Linked DNA regions of Sus scrofa: region 2 is linked to region 1. The links are chromatin contacts, called in public Hi-C maps. All regions are on one chromosome and are shown on one strand. Each heading gives the region's core, a stretch centred on a gene start, on an enhancer-like site or on the middle of the called end of the contact. The rest is flanking DNA. Distances are from core to core; before and after follow the strand shown.

Region 1 (5,563 bases), core at 2,595-5,094:
CCCGGCTCCGGCTGCGGCGCTTGCGGTCCCGGCTTCTGGAGCGGCTGTGGCTGCGCTTGCGGTGCCGGTTCTCCTTGTCCCGCTCTGGGCAGGGGCGGGGAAGGTGAGCTGAGGGAGGCTGCGGCCCGGCCCACCCGCTCACTGTCACCTACGGCCCAGCCCCAGGGAGGCCACCCCCCACGGGGAAGGGACGGCAGGCTTCCTGGGTCCACAGGCGTCCAGGACCCTGGGGCGCCAAGGGCGGGAGCTGGTTACCTGAGGGGCAGGGCCTGGAGATGCCCCGGGGTGTAAGGTACCTGAGGATGCTCAGGAGGAGCTGGGGAGCCAGAGAAGACAGAGGAGGCTGGCTCCTGGTCCCCCTCCAGGGCTGAGGGGCCTGACCCCAGGGTCGTCCCTGAGAGGGGCAGGGCTAGAGGCTGGGGAATCAAGAGACCCAATGATGTTTTCCTGCAGGGACCCAGCAGCCCCTCAGGAGAGACCTCCTCAACCAGCTGGCCCCCACAGCCCCACGCCCAGGCCCCAAGTCAGATGCCAGGCAGGCTCAGAGATGCCTGGGAAGCAGCGGAACCCACCCCGCCCCAGCCCTTCCCCACCAGGCGAAGAGTGCAGGACGCCCTCCTCCAGGGAGGCGCCCCTTCCAGAATCCGGGCTGAAGGGGAGGTGACCCACCCAGGCCCCCCAGACCCACAGGTCCTCAGAGCCAGGGACAGGAGAAACCAGGGTGGACGCTTTCTCGGAGCTCCCCACGGGCCGCTAGCTGGCTCCTTCTACCCCCTCCCCTCCCCTTGGGGGCAGATTCTGCCTCCCTGCCCAGCAGAACCACAGAACCCTTGGCTCCCAGCAGACCTTTCACTCCTGAAAGAGGGGCAGTTCCAGGGCCACGCGGCACTCTATTTCCTTGGTTCGAAACACCAACACCCAGCTATGCTGCCCCACCCCTCAGATGCACATCAACACGCTTCTCAACTTGACCGTCTGTCCGGACACAGGGAGAAAAAGCAGTAAGGACCAGACGTCAGCATGGACCTTAACCTCACCTCTACTGCTTTTGCCTCACATGTTTTTCTGATGCAATTAAACATAAAACTTTTCACAAGTGAACTCAAACTCCAGAACCACTAAAAGACAGAAAAACACGCACCTTGGAAAACAGAAAAAAAAATTCCAGCCAACACTGCAATGGTACCTAAGACTAGATCCTGTGCTAGCTCTACTTGAACTTAATCTTGTTACCTTGGGGAGACACTGCTAGAGGCTCACCTGACAGATGGGAAAACTGAGGCTCAGGGAGGTCATGTGACTTGCCCCTGGCCAAAAAGCAAGGAAGTTGTGAACACTGAAATGCCCACAAGTGCAGTTAAGCACTAGGCAATACTCAACATGGGGCAGCCAGAACACTCCAGGGTCTGGCGGGAGCCCCTAAAGACAAGCGGTTACCTCCTTGAAGACACAGACTGAACACGAAAAACAAATCCAAGCCTGGAACCAGGAGGCAAGTAGCATGAAGTAGCAGGTAAGCATGACACTGAGGGCCCAGAGGTGTGCTGGCCTGAGGCTCTGGGCCTCTGGCTCCACTCTTGAAAGATGGGCCAACTATAAAAACAGCGTCTTTTGTGGCTTTGGTTCTGAAACAGACAAGCAGGCAGAGAGGAACAGACACAGAGGAAGAAGTGGCGCCTGCTGGGTGCCTGAGACACAGACAAGGAAATTAATTCCCTGGAGACACAGGTGCACAAGGCAGGGACTGAGGCTTGGAGGAGGCTTGGACCACAGAGACAAAGACCCACAGGCACAACGATACTAGGGCAAAGCTTCCCCTTAAAGCAACAGTAGGTTCCCTGCCTCAACCCAAACAGGTCAGGAAGGAAAGGCAGCTGTGGTTACTCAAAACGCTGTGATCACTTTGTTGTGGGAACAACTCCACCAGCCCAAGGGACGTGCCAGTACCAGTGGGGACACCCAAGAGAAACCAAGCAGCACGTGTGCAAGTGCCCCAAGGAAGGTTCATTCAGTTCCATCTAGCAGTCCAGCCTAGGGGCACGTGGTTTTGCAGCCAGACTCAGGATCAGCTTCAGCTCTTCTGTCTACCAACTGCATAAAACCACAAAACAGCAACCGTACCTTCCAACCTCAGTGTTCCCGGTCTTTTAAACGACGCTCATCCCGCCCCAAGTGTGGGACATGGGATAATGACGCTGGGAAAGCACCTCTCCCTGCTGTCCCAACTCTGACACCACCTCTGAGGCAGCTCAGGGCAGCCTCTCCATTACCTTCCTAAGAAATTTCACTAGGGATCATTTCACAATACTCCTCGTTAGGCACTTAACGAATGCCAGACCGTATGCCACACACTGTACACACATTACCTCACTTAACCTCAGCTGCAACTCTCACCAGCTAAAACCAAAGAAAGTTTTTCAAGCTTTCTGAGCCTGCTTCCTCCTCTGCAAAGGAAAGGAAGTCATGTCAGTCCCCCACGGCTGTTGACCATCTACTTAAATAAGCCGTGTAAAAGCTTAGCAAAGCACTATCAGTACTGCCATCACCATTGACTCCAGAAACCGGTAATAAAGACACATACCTATTTAACAGCCACTACACACAAGAAAAGGATTAAAAAAAAAAAAAAAAAGCATAGACGTGTTAAAGTTCCACAACTACTTAGCAACAAAGCAGGTACTAGAAGCCAAGTCTCCTCCCCTCCAAAGCCTGTGCTGTGAAGCGTTACAACGTGTACAGACACCCCGTGGGCACTCCGAAACCCGACTTCGTCTTCCCCAGGCGCTGTCTCCTCCTAAACCAGCCACCTGCTCCCAACTGCAGACTGGGCTGAAAGGGGAACCCCAGCGCCCCCCGCCCCCTGTGCAGTCCTCTGACCACAAGGAGCTTAGGCCTCGCGCTCGCCACCTCCTCCAGGCCTAAGTTTGTTCTAACATTCGTGGGGTGTCCAAACTAGTCGGCACTAGCTCGGCCTCCTACTTGGACTCCGCATCACCGGAGGGACTTTGCCTCCCATCCTCCCAACTGAGCTAAGTCTCCCTACTCGCTCCGAGCCTGTCTCTTTATCGCCACGTTGAAAAGGCGGACACACGCGGCGCCCGGAGGGTGGGCTCGTACAGAACAGGGGACCTGTCTAACTGAGGAGATATGGGGGGCAGACACGCCACACTGTGCCTGGCGCGACGGCGCGAGGGAGAACCGCGTGCGGGAGGAACACTGAAAACGCACAGTGCGGACCTCTCCCAGGAGACACCGCATCACCCACGTTAGGCTGGAAGGGACCCCGGCGACTAGCCCCCAGGAAAGGCGCGAAGGGCGGCGGTGCGAGAAGGGCCCACACCGCGGCCCTGCATGCGCCCACGTGAAGGGGGGCTCCAACCGCCATTTTGGAACAAAGGGGGCGTGGAGACACCGGCCGCGGGCCCGGCCGGAAGCGGAAGTGCGAGGGCATCGGGAGAAAAGGAGGGGTTGCGGGACCCAATCTACATAATCTCCTTTCCAAATTAAAAAAATAGAAAATAAGTCCGCAACGGACTCCCGACAGCCTGCGGCGCCCGCGCCACCCGCGCCGGGGGCCACGTGGGGCGCGGAACCGAACGCGGCGCGCATGCGCCCGCCGCCCCCTCCCCTCCCGCGCGGCGGCACGCCGGGCGGTCACGTGAGTAAGGCGCGCACCGCGGGGTGGGGGGGCGCCGTGCGGGCCTAAGGGGGGGAAGCGAGGGGGAAAATGGCGGGGGACACAGGGGGAAGCCGAGAGCCGCCCCGCCCGCCGCCCCGCACCCCCGGCGCCCTCACCTTGCTTATTCTCGTTGAGCTGCCGCTCGAACTCGTCGAAGTCCGACATGCTGAGGCGGCCGCGTAGGGCCCTGTGTAGCTCTCGCCTCGCCTTGCCGCGCGCCCGATCCGGCCGCTTCGGCTACTTCCGCCGCTTGCTTCGGCTACTTCCGGCCGCCGCCGGCGTTCCACCGCCTCCTACCTAATCAAGCCCCTGCCGCCCGCCCAGCCCCGCCCCGGCTCCGCCCCTCTCCCCGCCGGCCCGCCCACGAGGCGCACCTCCCCCCAGGGCCTGGCTCCGAAACGCGTCGGCTATTTCCGGACCGTGGAGGAGCGAAGGGAGAGGCGACTTCGGCTGCTTCCGAAAACACCCGAAGCGAGGGTTTCGCAGGCTTCTCAGGTTTTCGTAACTTTTCGGATAGTAGCTCTTCAACGTTCGGATGTTTCCGTAGGTCCTCGCATTCCTAGCACCCAGACTCCCCACTTAGAATTCAGCTTCTTCCAAGAACTCAAACCGTCCGTCTTTGGCTGCTTCCACGGATTCTACCCTCTCTTTCCCAACGGCCCTGTCCAAGCAATCGGCCACTTCCGACAATCCTAACCGTCCCGGATTTCGGCACTTTCCGAAGGTCTCTGGCGCTCCCCCTCGGGCCCAACCAGAGATTAAACCCGTTTCCAAACTTCGGCTCTTTCCGGAGATTCCAAGAGCAACCTCCTCCCCCTTTCGGAGAACTTCGGCTCCTTCCGCCACCGCCTGGGGAAGGACTCACAGCAGACACCTTCGGCTTTTTCCGTGGGCGCTTCGGCTCCTTCCGGCTCCGGGAACCAAAAAGGGAGGGAGGACAGAGGCGAGGTGGGTCAGGGGAAAGGAAAAGAAGAGGCAGGGTCTCGGCTCTCAGCACCCGGCTCTCCCTGTGGGGCGATGGGAGGAAAAGAAGGACCGATGTTGAGAAGCGCCTAAGAAGGTTTCGCGAGACAAAAGCAGCCAGCGGAGTGAAGAGTGCGCGCGGCTGCTGCGGAGGTTGCCAGCGCGGCTTTGTGCGCATGCGCAAAGTGGAAGGGGCGAGCGCGAGAGAGCCTCTGCGCCTGCGTAGAGATCGGTCTGAACCGAGACCTCTCACTGTTCGGAGAGGGGGGGCGGGTCGTCGGGGCCACAGCCCGAGCGCGCGTGCGCGAGATTTCCTTCCTCCAGGGAAGGGACTACATTCCCGACCGTTGAGCAAGGCCGCCCCCTTGCGGTTGCCGTGGCAACCACACAAGCGAGCGTTCCCCCCCCCAACCGCGCCGACGCTGCTAGCCACGCAGCGGGCACTTCCGGGAGACAGAGAATCTCGCTTTACCGCCTCCTGGAGGCAGTCTCTGTTCAGAGCTCCCCGCTCCCCTCGATGGTCGCCTCTCCCAAAAGTCATTGAGTCCCGCCTTCTGCCGCCTTGCCTCTGGTCCAAGTCGGCTCATGCCTCCTTCCCGGAGTTCTGCTCCTCCGAGTTGTTCAGGGCACAGCTGCTTCTCTCCTCCCACTCCTGCCTCTGGGGGACTAATTACACCTTGTCTCCCCAACCTCCCCATTTCCCGCCTGACCATCCGCTCCCCGGAGCCCCCCCTGGAGCCCCTGTCACTGTCTCCGCGGCAACAGCCACCCCCTCCCAGCAAGAGGCCGGGGCCTGGTTTATTCCAAATTTTATCACCTCTTTTTAATTTAAATTCTCTTAATAATTCTCTCTCACGTGGACTCAGGGCTGTCCCGGAATGCGGGTGGGGAGCTCCTTGCAGGGCGGGCTGGTGGGCCGGC
Region 2 (5,946 bases), core at 674-3,173, 3.3 Mb before region 1:
AAGCTTTGTGCTGTCTGAGAGGCTGCAGGCCCACGGGATACATGCACATGTGCTACCCAAACCACCTGTGTCCCTCTGCCACAAGGGCGACAAGGAACATACAGCTTAGCTCCATCACTTCCAACCCAGTGCCCCGCCACAGTTAGGCCATCCCCTCCTCCCTGGTCCAGACACCACAGTCCCCTTTGCCCAGCATTTTGCTCCATGGTTAAGTCTTAGCTACTGTTTGGTGGGAAGCCACAAGACCAAGATCATAGCTTTGACTAGTCCAGTGTCACCTCTCCAGGGAACCAATACCCCATCACCAGATGGGACCTGAGCTGAAGGGCCCCAGCAACTGGCCTGACTAGTGGACACATGAAGTAACCTGGACAATTGAAACTACGCCGAGACTTGGTAAACCGCGAGACAGTCATCAACCCTCATGTCCTGTACAAAAACAATCAGTTAAGAGCACAGTGGATGAAAAGAACGGAGGAAGGGATAGAGGAGGATGGAAACTGAGTCCAGAGGGGGCCTCCGGGTCCCAGGGCCAGCCATGTCCGAAGCCTGAAGCTAGGATGATTGCAAGCTTGTCAACCCCCCAAAACCTGAGCTGTTTGAGGCTTCTGGTCCCTCGTCCTCACCCTGGCGCCTCTCCAACACTCAGCTCTCAAGGGAGTCAACCATACTGGGACTGTGAGGCTAGGGCTAGAAAGCTGAAAGAAGCTTCTGGGATGGTGGAAGGCGAATGGAAGGACCGAAAGGGAAAGCGGCTGCGCAGACAACACTGGGATCCAGTCCACGGAGCCCAAGAACGCCGAGGGTGCCTGGGCAGGGCCTCCGAGGAGGCTGGGCCCGGGATGGAGGCCAGACCAAGACCCAAAGGGATGGAAGCGACTTCCTGGGGTGAGGACGGAGCCCGATCGCCCGGCAAGAGGCCAAGGATCGTGCCTGCCGGCCCCCAGCGCCGCGCCGGGACTACTTCCCACAAAATGCCTCGGTAATGGCGGCACGTGGCCGCAGTGACGGAATGGAACAGGCGACGGGAGCCGCATTCGGACGTGAGAAGGCTGAAGCGCAGAGCCCCGGCCGGCCCACGAGCCGGGTCGCCCGCCCGGACCAGCCCTTTCTACGGCGCTCACAGCCTGACAGCACCCGTGGTAACATCCGGAAGTCGGTGAATCCTTCGGCGCTTCCTCCCGCCCCGCCCACCGAGGCACGTTGAACTGTGATTGGAGGGGAGGCTAGCCCCGCCCACAGCACGCACACCTCGAAAGGGCGTAGGGCGCCTCTGCCAAACAGGGGACACGCGCTGGGAGGCCGTGCCCCATGTTCCGTCTCCCGTGTAAATTTTCGCAGTGCTTGCTATTCTCTGCCACAGTACATGTTTTATTCGTTAGTTTACCTAAACCGGAGTCTCTGCGAGCGGGTTCTTCGGTTTGCAAGGGGACACGGAAGGTGCTGGACCCTGCACCCTCTAGGCCTTGCTCAGGCTCTGGCCCTGACCCTGCCTCAGCCTATGACCCGCAGGGGCAAGCACCTTGTTTGACCCACCTTCGCTGCCGTCCGCACGACTGCAGATGGGAATGGCTGGACCACAAATGAAGCGGCCCGCATCTGCCCCACTTAAAGACGGCCGCAGCACCGCCCCCTCCCTGGCTCCGCGGGCGTCCCCGGAAGTGACCACGGGACGGTCTGCACGGACGGAAATGCCCGAGCCTAGCCGAAGCAGCCCGATCCCCAGTCCCACCGAGAGGCAAGGCAGAGGGGCGGCGGCGGCGACGGCTGCTGCGCAGGCGCACAGAGCAGTTCGGGCGGGAAGAGCCGAGGCGGGCAGGCGGCGGAAATATCCGAAGCGGTGGGGCGCCCGAGGCCGTTGCAGACCTCCGCGCCGAAGCCGCCGCTGCCGCGGAAGCCGACACTCCTTCCGTACGCGGCCGCCTCCCCCGAGGCCCTCGCCTCCCCCCTTCCACCTCTAGCCGCAGACGCCCCTCGCGCAGGGAGCGAGGGAGCGCGCCAGCGGCGTAGCCAGAGAAGCCGGCGTCCCCGCAGCAGCTGGCCCTCAGGACACCGAAGTGGGCGAAGGGGAGGAGGGAGCGGCGGGTGGGGCGGGGCCGAGCGGGCCCGAGGACAGCCGAGCGGGCCCGAGCGCTGCCGAGCGAGCCCGAGGCGCCGGGCCAGGCCGGAGCCGACTACGGGAGCCGACGCGGGCCGCGCGGTGGGCGCGGAGCGGCGCGGCAGGCCGGGCGGGTGGCGGCAGCAGCCAAGAAGGCCGCGGCGGCGGGTCCGAGTGGCGGAGGCGGCGCGGGCGGCGGCGGGGGGCCGGGTGGCCGGGGTCCCGGGCCCCGCAGCGGCGGCAGCGGCGGCGGCGGCAGGATGATCAAGCTGTTCTCGCTGAAGCAGCAGAAGAAGGAGGAGGAGTCGGCGGGCGGCACCAAGGGCAGCAGCAAGAAGGCGTCGGCGGCGCAGTTGCGGATCCAGAAGGGTAGGAGGTCGGGGGATGAGGGTGGAGGTCGGAGGTCAGAGCCTGGGTGAGGGTGATGTGGTCGCCAGGGGGGTCAGAGATGTCGGAAATGGGGTTGCGGATGTGGGGATTGGAGATCGGGGCCCTGGGGGTGGGGGTTGGGGGTAATACAGTCATTGGAGGGGTCAGAGATGGGAGGCCTAGGATGGGGCGTTTAGGGAATTCCGAATGCCAGGCGTTTGATACTAGGAACCGGGAATCTGAGGGTCACGCAGTGGAGGGGGAGGACCAGGGATTCGAGAGTCTGGGGATCAGACGGGAACCTGGATGACAGGCAGAGGAGATACAGATAGCGGGGGCCGGGATTGAGGAATGGAGTGAGAGACAGTGTTTTATGCTGGAGCCATTAGGAATCAAGAGTCAGACGTGGTGAAGTAGGTTAGAGTCCTGGCATTCCTGGGTCAGGGGGCAGTCACATGGCAGTTTGGCTTTGGGGTGACACGAGGAGGAGAGGGATAGTGTGTGCCAGAGATTAGAGAAAGAGAAAGGTTGAGTTTAAACGATCACGCTGGAGATGCAGGTAATCTTATAGTCAGAGTGGTGTGGGTAGGAGGGCTGGGGACCCATAGATCTGAGGGTCAGGTGGGTACTTGGGTTTGGGATGACAAGCAGAGATGTAGATGAACGGTGGGGCTGGGGATTGGTGGAGGGAGTGATTTAGGGGGTGGGGAGGAATAAGTTCCTTGAGTGGGGACTCCTTTAGAAAGTGGAGGTTATGGCCAGGGATCCTGGGTGTGGGGTAGTCAGGGGCTTGATGGGGCATTTGGGAGTTGGGTTGGAGGGACCCAGGTGCTGGGACCTGGGACTTAGGGCTGTGGATTCAGAAACACTGGAGCTTACCCTAGGCAAGAAGCTCAGGTACAGCCACGATTAAACATGCAAGTTTGCAGTGTGTTCTGTAGATCCACAAGACCCTACCTGGGGATTGGGGAGCAGAAAGAGCAGGGAGGGGGTTGGGGATGTGGCCCACCGCCCAGGAGAGGCCCCTTCGAGCCCTGGCGGAGGCGGTGGGAGCTCTGCTGACGCCAGCCCCTTTTCTGAGCACCTTCCTTTCTATTTCCTTTCTCTGCTGTGTAAACCCAGACATAAACGAGCTGAATCTGCCCAAGACGTGTGACATCAGTTTTTCAGATCCAGACGACCTCCTCAACTTCAAGCTGGTTATCTGTCCTGATGAGGTGAGGGCACCCTTCACTGCGTTTCCTCAGGTGGGAATACCTGGTTCACCTGCCAGGCCCTGCAGGATGGGGTGATGGGGTCCTACTTCCTCTTCTCTTCCCTCACAGGGCTTCTACAAGAGCGGGAAGTTTGTGTTCAGTTTTAAGGTGAGTCCCAGGTGGACAGGGGTGGCTCCTTGGGCTGAGAAGGCAGCAGCGGAGGCTCCAGCCAGACACTGCTGGGGCATTATCCACCTCCCCTCTCTCTTCCTGGAGCCAGGTGGGCCAGGGTTACCCGCATGACCCCCCCAAGGTGAAGTGTGAGACGATGGTTTATCACCCCAACATTGACCTCGAGGGCAACGTCTGCCTCAACATCCTCAGGTGAGGGCACTAGCCCTCCGCTGCTCTCCAGCCCTGCCCGCCAGGCCCCCTTCATGGCCTTGCACTGCACCTGTCTCTGCCCCTTCACTCCCCCTTGTGGTCTCTGTCCCTGTCTCTTCATCTCCTCCTCATGGCTTGACCTTGGCTTTCTCCCTGGCCTGTCCTCTGCACCCTCCCACTAGCTTCTCACATTCACACTGTCCCATGCCCTGGGCTTGACCTGTCCAGTCCCAGCAGGGTCTGTGGCAGCTGCCCACTCACCAGCCCTTGACCATGATGCTGTCTGCCCACAGAGAGGACTGGAAGCCAGTCCTTACGATAAACTCCATAATTTATGGCCTGCAGTATCTCTTCTTGGTGAGTAGAGTTGGGGGCTGGGGCTGGGGAAGGTTGGCCCTCTGCTCCTTGGGCTTGTTGACCCCCCACCGCTGCTGGCCACAGGAGCCCAACCCTGAAGACCCACTGAACAAGGAGGCCGCCGAGGTCCTGCAGAACAACCGGAGGCTGTTTGAGCAGAACGTGCAGCGCTCCATGCGGGGTGGCTATATCGGCTCCACCTACTTCGAGCGCTGCCTGAAATAGGGTTGGCGCCTACCCACCCCTGCCGGGGTCACTAGCCCGGGCATCCCCTGCAGATATTTATTGGGGGCCACAGGTGGGGGGGGCATGGGAGAGCCGGTGGGGGAATCCCATGCCCTGGCCTGCCACCCCTCCCTGCCACCCGCTCCTAGTTTGTTTTTTTTTAAACCACCATGTGATTAAGGTCGGCACTGCCTCCCCCGACCAGCTCAGCGATGGGAAATGAATTGGCTTGTCTAGCCCCCTGCTGGGTGCTGTCCAGCCCCACTATACTGGGCTCTGGGGTGGGTAGCCAAGGGGACTGGATGGCCGGGAACCCGGCACCCCACCCCTCCACCACTGGAGGTCCCACCAGGCTATTAAAGGGGAATGTTACTGCATGGCCTCTGCCTCTTCCTTTTGTGGGCTGGGAGGGTCAGGTGATACCACCAGGGCTTCTGCAGCAAGAATGGTGGGAGTTGTGGTCACAGGTGACATTGGAGCACCTCAGCAGGTTGCCCTGTATGCGAGGCAGCCCTGGGAGTGGTGGGGGGACCGAGACCCCCGCCTCCGGCTGAGTAGGATAAATCCCACTCGGGGATAAGAGAGGGTCAGAATCTAGTAAGCCAGCAGAGGGGAAAGTCCGCACCTCTGTTAAGTCCTGCCGTGCCGTGGGTGGGCCGGGCCGGTGGAGGAGAACCCCGCCTGGCGTTGCAGGTGCCTGAGTTTCAGAAACAGAATTCGGGGTCCCTCAGATGAGCTGGGCCCTATGATGACAGGGTGGGATGCAAGACTTCCGGGTCGCTGGGCGGAAGGCGCCCGAAGGTGCACCAACCCCGCGGGGACCAGGACTCCGACCGTGGCTCGGCTCCCTCAAGCCAGATTTGAACCTGAGACTCCTGACCTGCTGCGGAGACGCGGAAGGTGGTGCGCATGCGCCGGGAGGGGGGGCGGCGGCGGCCGTTCCCCAGTACGTGCGCACGCGCGCTGTTGTCCCCTCCCAGCATTCCGGGTGCCGGCGGAGCGTGTGACGTCAAGTGGTTTAATCCGGAAACGGCGGCGACGGCAGAGGCGACAGAACCAAGGGGCTGTGGTTGGTGGGCGCTCCAGGGAGCCGAGCCAGAGGAGCGTGACCCGGAAGTGGAAGCGAACCCCCGTCCCAGCTCCGGTGAGTGGCCCCGCCGGGGCTCCGGTGCTGGGTGGGCGCGTGGGCGGCGGCGTACGAGGGCGCCTTGGCCGAGGTGTGGAGAGCCTCGCCCCTCCCCGGGCCCCTGCCCCATCCCTGGGTCGCCTGTGCCCTCCTGCCTTCGGTCCTCCCGACCCCCCCCACTTTTTTGAGCG

The links. Hi-C and Micro-C count contacts between places; a contact is called where the count stands out from the background.
Region 2: a contact with region 1 is called in a Hi-C map of embryonic fibroblasts, with 2.5 times the contacts expected there. The contact joins the promoter of UBE2M here to the promoter of U2AF2 in region 1. A contact is called at or near these places in 2 of 47 Hi-C or Micro-C datasets (embryonic fibroblasts and skeletal muscle).

The regions. Positions count from the first base shown.
Region 1 is chr6:59,772,471-59,778,033 of Sscrofa11.1, reverse strand. It overlaps U2AF2 (U2 small nuclear RNA auxiliary factor 2), which reads right to left and starts at 3,844. Exons shown (of 12, transcript NM_001315804.1): 1 at 3,796-3,844; 2 at 1-84. The coding sequence starts at 3,844. It overlaps CCDC106 (coiled-coil domain-containing protein 106), which reads right to left. Exons shown (of 7, transcript XM_021095056.1): 7 at 5,440-5,563.
Region 2 is chr6:63,104,592-63,110,537 of Sscrofa11.1, reverse strand. It overlaps UBE2M (NEDD8-conjugating enzyme Ubc12), which reads left to right and starts at 1,923. Exons shown (of 6, transcript XM_021097419.1): 1 at 1,923-2,467; 2 at 3,590-3,684; 3 at 3,793-3,831; 4 at 3,944-4,047; 5 at 4,341-4,404; 6 at 4,489-5,006. The coding sequence starts at 2,359. The coding sequence ends at 4,629. It overlaps CHMP2A (charged multivesicular body protein 2a), which reads left to right and starts at 5,506. Exons shown (of 6, transcript XM_021097415.1): 1 at 5,506-5,773.